2 separate regions of the Xenopus laevis genome follow, and region 2 is linked to region 1. The links are chromatin contacts, called in public Hi-C maps. All regions are on one chromosome and are shown on one strand. Each heading gives the region's core, a stretch centred on a gene start, on an enhancer-like site or on the middle of the called end of the contact. The rest is flanking DNA. Distances are from core to core; before and after follow the strand shown. Region 1 has its middle 22 kb from the start of dynll2.L. Region 2 has its middle 16 kb from the start of tmem167b.L.

Region 1 (3,523 bases), core at 357-2,856:
TCTGAAGTATCATTGTAAATCCAGAGTAGGGCTGCCACCTGGCCGGTATTTTACTGGCCTGGCCGGTAAAAATTATGGTTGATCTTAATATTATTAATAGGAAAAAAGATAAATATACAGGAAGGCCAGTATTTTTTCCAGAAAAGGTGGCAACCCTAATCCAGAGTAGTAGATGTGCTATATGTTTCTGCTTTAGGTGCCTTGAGTTTAACTTGTAAACTCTTTCACAGCATAGTTTCACTGTCAGTAGCATTAATCACACCTTCCTGGAAAAATCTATGTGTATGCTCTGTCTATATAAAGGCAGAGCGTAAAAGATGTATTTTCATTGTTATTGCTACTGTTTATTGCTCATCTTCTATTCAAGCCCTCTCTTATTCATATTCCAGTCTCTTATTCAAATCAATGTATGTTTGCAATGTTAATTTGGATAACTCCACAAATTATAATAATAAAAAAGAAAACCCATAGCAAATTGTCTAAAAGTTAACTCAATTGGCGAACATCCCCTTTAAGGCAAAATTATAAAAAGCATGCAAAGAAAGATGTTATGATAGGTAAGTTTATTTCTAATCAGGCCTGGATTTGTGGAAAGGCCACCAAGGCCCGGGCCTAGGGTGGCAGGATTCTAGGGGGAGACATGCTGCCCAACCTTACCCACATTGGTTCAAAAGCACTGTTGATGTGCAGGAGATACAATAGTTTTTTAAACATTCTGTGCGCTAATCCCCATTTCTCCAAATATGTGCGCGCATAAAGGGGAGGGGATGGGGGCAACGAATGACAGCAGGCCTAGGGGTGCCCGCTATGTAAATCCGCCCCTGTTTCTAATGTCAGTATCTCTTTTAGTTGCTTAGTTAACTCTGAAAGGAAAATAGAATGGAACACGTGTACATCTATAACAGGTTAATCCAAGGTGTGCAATGTAAACAATCTTTTCATCTGCTTTATATGCAATGTTGATAAAGGATGTTTCGCTCATAATTCACACAGAGCAAAAAGTAAAGGAAAGTAGGGAAGCAAAAGAAAGCACACCAGGGAGAAGAATCAAAAGAAGAATTAAATAAAGACATTGGAGCAGAAATAAATAAAGACTTTGAAAAAATGAAATGTGTACTGGTGAGGCACAGTATAGTCTCTACTTAGGCCCTCAGAAATCTCCTTTAAACCCTCACCAAGGACAAGCAGGAAAGGATCCTATCGCACCACAAGTTCAGAGATACAAAAAGATGAACAACAGTGAGGTGGAGTGTTAATGGTCTTCTATGCCGATAGAAATAAAGTATTATGTCTACATTGGAAATATTATATCTACATTGCCCCCCTCCCTGCCTCCCCCTGCTAAGTGTTACCCCAGAATTGTGTCCCCTGTAGAAATACTGACCGCACATTTAGAGTCAGCGCAGTGGAGCTCACGGGCCCCACCTTATGGCACTTTGGTAATCTTCGGTCGTCTTCCTTGCCTTCTGCAATTTCCGGCACTTACGCACATGCACAGTTTTTGGGAACCGGAAGGTTGCTCCAACTGCAAGGCGATCACTTTACGAAGCACTAAAGCGCCGAAGATGTCGCCCGAGAGCTCCGCTGCGCTGACTCTGCATGTGCAGTCAGTGATCCTAAAGGGGGCACAATTCTGGGGTAACACTGAGCAGGGGGAGGCAGAAAGGAGGGGCAGCAGAAGGGGGTCAGTGGGGACTTTTGAGCGTGGGGGGTTTAGTTCTCCTTTAAAGTGGCATTCATCCTATTTCATGTATTTTCAACTTTGTCTTTCTGTTCTGCATCTCTCTTTAAATTGAAATGCTGGCTGCTTGGGGTATTGTTGACCCTCTGCTGTGTACACTGATGCCATAACTTGCTTGTGTATGCAAGTGAACATTTTTGAGGAAGCATTGCAGCAAGGTATTTTCCATGTGCAGGAAAATATAAAGTGAGTTGTACGGGCTCATTTATGAACACAAGTATGTTTGCTTGTGATTCACAGGAAAATATGTGAAATGAGCAATATTTAACAGTATGCATATGCAAATTTGGTTTGATTCTTGATTTGAGGGACGAAATCAAAATCTTTTTATATTCTGCTGTCATGGAGGGTATAATCACTGATGATACTTATAACTTATTATTTCGTGAGGAAGCCAAGATCCCTAACATTTATTTTCTACCGAAAATACACAAGTCCCTGTCAAAACCTCCTGGGCGCCCCATAGTGAGTAATGTGGGCTCTTTACTACAGCCATTAGCTATCTATGTTGATATTGCTTTACAGGAAATTACCCCCACTTTAAAATATTGTGTACAAGATACAGGGGAATTTTTACTAAGATTGGGAGAAATTGCTTTACCTACGGAGGATTTCCTCCTGTGCTCGATTGATGTCTGTGACCTATTTACGTCTATCCCACATGATGAGGGTATAGAATGTGTTCGTTCATACCCCGGTAATACAAAAACACCAACACACCAGATCACTTTTTTATGCACATTATTGGAGATAGCACTTACGAAAAACTTTTTTTCCTTCAACACAGATTTCTTTTTACAAACACAAGGCTGCAACATGGGAGCTAATATGTCACCGGTTTATGCAAATATCTTTATGGATTTTTTTGAGAATACATTCATTTTCTCTAACCCTGAATACTCAGCACATATCATTACTTATATGCGCTATGTAGATAGCACGTTTTTCCTTTGGAAAGGTGGTAAAGAAAAACTTTTGGATTTCCTTAATTATCTTAATAGGGTGCATAGCACTATCAAGTTTACTTTAGAATACCACTCCTCCAATATACATTTTCTTGATGTAGATATTCATCAATCTGACTGACACAGGTTTCAGTACATCAGTCTTTATACAGCCCACAGATCGTAATAATCTTTTAAGCTCTACATCCTTTCATGCCCCAGGTCTGTTCAGTGGTTTACCAAAAAGCCAACTAATGAGAGTTAGGAGAATCACTTCTGATGCTCAAGAATCTGAAAAAATGGTTAATAAGTTTGCAGTAAAGGGTTACGATAAAAACATACTCTTAAAAACCCGTGAGGAGGTGGGAAAGATTCCACGGGCCAATCTACTTACAAAAAAGAATGTCACAACCAAACAGAAACGGATCCCTTTTGTTTCAACTTATGATACAAATGCTAAGTACATAAGAAAAACAATTCTTAAACATTGGAAGGTTTTAAAATCTTATACTAAGCCTGGAAATCTTTTTACTTTGCCACCGATTTTTTCATACAAAAGGGGAAGGAACGTTGGAGATCTGGTTAAAAAGAGAATGGGGTCCGTTGTGAATACTAATAAAAAAAGTAGTAGCAGGGTTGGCACTTTCCCTTGCCTCAACTGCGGCCATTGTACGGGCATTATCAAAGGTGATTATGTGCAGGCCCGGATTTGCGGCAAGGCCGCATAGGCCCGGGCCTAGGGCAGCAAAGAAATAGGGGCGGCATGCCGCCCAGCCGCCATTCAAATGCACCAGCTGCGCCTAGGGGCGCCCAAAAGTGGAATCCGGCGCTGATTATG
Region 2 (3,757 bases), core at 973-3,472, 140 kb after region 1:
CCCCCTGCTCCCCCGGTAGTTACGCCACTGGTAACCAACTCCGTAAACTGTTCTAAACTGATACATTGGATGATCCATTTGTTATCTTTAGCCATGCTGAGCAGAATCCCTGAGTTTCATTAAAGCCAGCTGTTAGAAATGATACAATAGTTGCTAATATTGTACAGATGCTGCAGAGAAATCTGCTAATGTAGAAAATTGTAACAATTCAGATTCTGCACCTTGATTGCTGAGATGGCAGATTTAAACACCAGAGGCAAGAACATTAATCTTTAAAGGGGTTGTTCACCTTCAAACACTTTTTTCAGTTTAGCTGGTTTCAGATTGATCACCAGAAATAAAGACTTTTTCCAATTACTTTCTATTTTCTATGTGTGACTGATTTTCTAATATATTTCTAAGTGTAAAGTACCCTTTTTGACCTTCTTAAGCAGCTCTGGGAGAGGGGATCGCCAACTCTTTAGGGTTGGGGCAAACGAGCAGATTCGGGGAGATTAGTTGCCAGGCGACAAATCTCCTATTTTTGGGGCAACTAATCTCCCTTATCTGCCTTCCCCTGCCTTCCGCTGGCTAAAATAAAAATCGCCTGGGGGCAGGCACTCATTCCGAAGTCGCCCGTAATTGCCTCACGAGGAAACTTTGGGCAACTTCGGAAAACTAAGCGCTCCAAGTGCCTGCCCCAAGGCGATTTTCATTTTAGCCGGCGGAAGGTAGAGAAAGGCAGATCGGGGAGATTAGTTCCCCCGAAGAAGAGGAGATTTGTCGCCTGGCAACTAATCTCCCCAAATCTGCCCATGTGCCCCGACTATTAACTGTTCTAAATTGATACATTTAGTTGATATATTTGTTATCTTTGTCCCTGCTGAGCACAATCCCTGAGCTTCATTAAAGGCAGCTGATAGAATTGATACAATAGTTGCTAATATTCCACAGATTCTGTAGAGAAATGTATCAACTAAATGTATCAATTAAATGTAGCAAATTGTAACAGTTTAGATGCTCCTGGATCACAGAGCACCCAGACTGGGACGCTAGAGACAGGAACTTTGAACTTACATTTTGGGAAAACTGTAAAAAACAAATGATGGAAAGCAATTGAAAAATATCTTTGTTTAAGGTGAACAAAATGAAAACAACTCAACTATATATCTAACTAATTATTTATCCATCTCTATATCTATGTATATACGTATGTCTAAAAATCATTTAGAGAAAGGTCTGCACTCCAAGGGATTATAACGTCACAAGGGTAATTAGTGGCCAGCTGCCAATAAACAACTTTGTGAAGACTTTGGTTGATGGCACACTGGGCACTTTGCTGCCAGTGGAAAATCATTCAGCCCATAGGCACCAAATTGCCTGAAATATCTTTCCATTGTGTGTGAACAGAAATCAAACACTTCAGTTGCACAATCCCATGAAAATGCCTATGTACGAAATTCTAAGTAATTACGCTATTGAGGTGTTTCACACACACTTTGCCATCTATGGGGACAGTGATTTCCCATAGGCGACAAGGTGCTCCTGGTGTGATTACCTGTGAGCCCTGGGACTACTGACTTTTTTTCTACAAAATTTGGATAACTTCAGAATATTTGATTTACTGCCATGAGCACTGGAATGCATCATAATATTTAGTACTATTATAAATATTTAGAGTTGTGGGAGTGTGTGACAAGCCAAATTGATAATGGCACAAGTAGTGTTTGATTGCAATAAATACAGCTTATTATTACCTACTACAATTAAAAGCTGCCAATTTTTTTGCCGATATTGGGTAATTTGGTAACTGTTAGTTACTCATATTTTACAAGAAACCATGAAGTTATATCTAATGCCACAGCTATGTGTTTACTTTGGCGATGGTAGTAAGTTGGCAGTTGCAACACCAATTTACTCATGGAGATGGCACTTAGAACAAACAAATCTTTAGTTGTCCAACATGGGCAGATTTAAGCTGCTGATTTAGCCAAGTTGGCAACTTATCTACCTTTTGTGTGAGATCCTCTCACATGCTTGTCCTACTGATATCAGTCCAGTGGCACACACTGTGTATGCTCCTGGTCGATACCAGCTTTCTGTCTATGCTGCAGGCAAGGTATCAGCCATCAGAGCTGGCTTTAATATTAAATTTTTAGAGTTTGTGCCCCTTGGGCTAAGAGCATGCTATGTGGGCGATCTGCTTTTCTATGCTTTTTGCTGCAGTGGTCAGAGGCAGCACCCATGGCTTCAGCAGCAGCAGGTCTGGGTCAACGAGCCCACATGGCCGGGGCCCACTGGGTTTTTTCCTGTTGTCCTGCCGGCCTGGGACCCTGTTTCTCCCTGGCTGATGCTGAGCCTGTTAGCATGCAAACAAGATTGGTATTGAATGGGATCCTTACAGGATCTTAACTCCTGTACTTAAATAAAACTAGGGGGCAGATTTAGCAAGGGTCAAATTTCGAGGGTTAAAAAACCCTCAAATTCGACCCTCAAAGTAAAATCCTTTCAAATTCAAATATCAAATTCGAAGGATTTTAAAGCAAAAGTGTAGATTGAACAATCTAATAAAAATCGTTCGATTGAACGAAAAATCCTTCGAATTTAACGATTTTAAGTGATCGATCTAATGATTTTTACTCGATGAAAAAAAAAAAAAAACGTACAAAAGTGCTCTGGAAGGTCCCCATAGGCTAACATGGCACTTCGGTAGCTTTAATCTGGTGAAGTATGAAGTTTTTTTTAAAGAGACAGTACTTCGATTATCGAATGGTCGAACGATTTTTACTTCGAATCGTTTGAATCATTCGATTCGATAGAATTCGATCGAATTTGACCAATTCGATGGCCGAAGTACCCAAAAAAATACTTTGAAATTTGAATATTTTTGCATTCGAATTATTGACTCGAGCTTAGTAAATCTGCCCCTAGGTGTACTGAATTAATCTTGGTTTTAAAGCATTATTATATTTTGCTTTTTTTATACATAAAAAGCAATCACTAAAAATCCACTTTTATACTTCTCACCTCCTAATGTTCCTTCACAGTTTTTAGCCTGCATATGTGTATGTTATACTTGGGGAACATCAAAAGGCAAAATGCTAGACCACCGAATCAAAAAGGCTGTGAAGCACTGTCCTGCCAGACATTTATTGATTCCTTCCCCGTGGGCATGCATTTCACACAACACAATTAAACCTATTGTTCGAACATTGTTTGCTTTGATCAGCATTGTTGTTACAAAATACCATGTTTAAATACACCAGTAGTGAGCACACTGCAGGGGGAAAGGTGGAAAAAAAACTATAGTTTAAAAAAAATGTGGTTTGCTACTTGTAAATGCATTTTATTTCTTGCTTTGTACTAAGAACAAAATATATAAAACAAATATTTTTAATAGAACATTTGTTTTAAATCTGCTTCTATTGTATCTTCTTTTGTTAGCCAGAGAGATTCTAAATGACCTTTATAATCTTCAGTGTGTGTGTGTGTTGGCTGAAGGCCAGATACTGTGTTTGTCAGTGTCCATCCTAAAAGTATTCTCTAGGTTTTGCCATCAAATCATATATGTAACATATATCATGCTAAATTGCCCTTTTGTGGCTATCTTTAGAAACTAACAATTCTTAAGAATAAAGCTCCTTTATTTTGATCAATGTGGCCCATTACTGTGAAACATGTGGCTACACAGAAGTAATTATTATCTCAAGCCATCAATTTCCAGGTCTTCCTGTCATACATTTCTTGCTTCCTACTGACCATAATAGGAAGTAATTGT

What was found. Hi-C and Micro-C count contacts between places; a contact is called where the count stands out from the background.
Region 2: a Hi-C map of the XL177 cell line shows a contact between it and region 1, with 2.6 times the contacts expected there. The contact joins two enhancer-like sites. A contact is called at or near these places in 2 of 4 Hi-C or Micro-C datasets (the XL177 cell line and the XTC cell line).

The regions. Positions count from the first base shown.
Region 1 is chr2L:65,012,950-65,016,472 of Xenopus_laevis_v10.1, forward strand. It overlaps the pseudogene LOC108707490. Among protein-coding and RNA genes, the nearest start is that of dynll2.L, 22 kb to the left of the region's middle. Within about 2 kb of position 1,607, at least 1 of the 7 cell types and tissues checked has an H3K27ac peak or open chromatin away from gene starts, as enhancers often do.
Region 2 is chr2L:65,150,544-65,154,300 of Xenopus_laevis_v10.1, forward strand. No RefSeq gene overlaps it. Among protein-coding and RNA genes, the nearest start is that of tmem167b.L, 16 kb to the right of the region's middle. Within about 2 kb of position 2,223, at least 1 of the 7 cell types and tissues checked has an H3K27ac peak or open chromatin away from gene starts, as enhancers often do.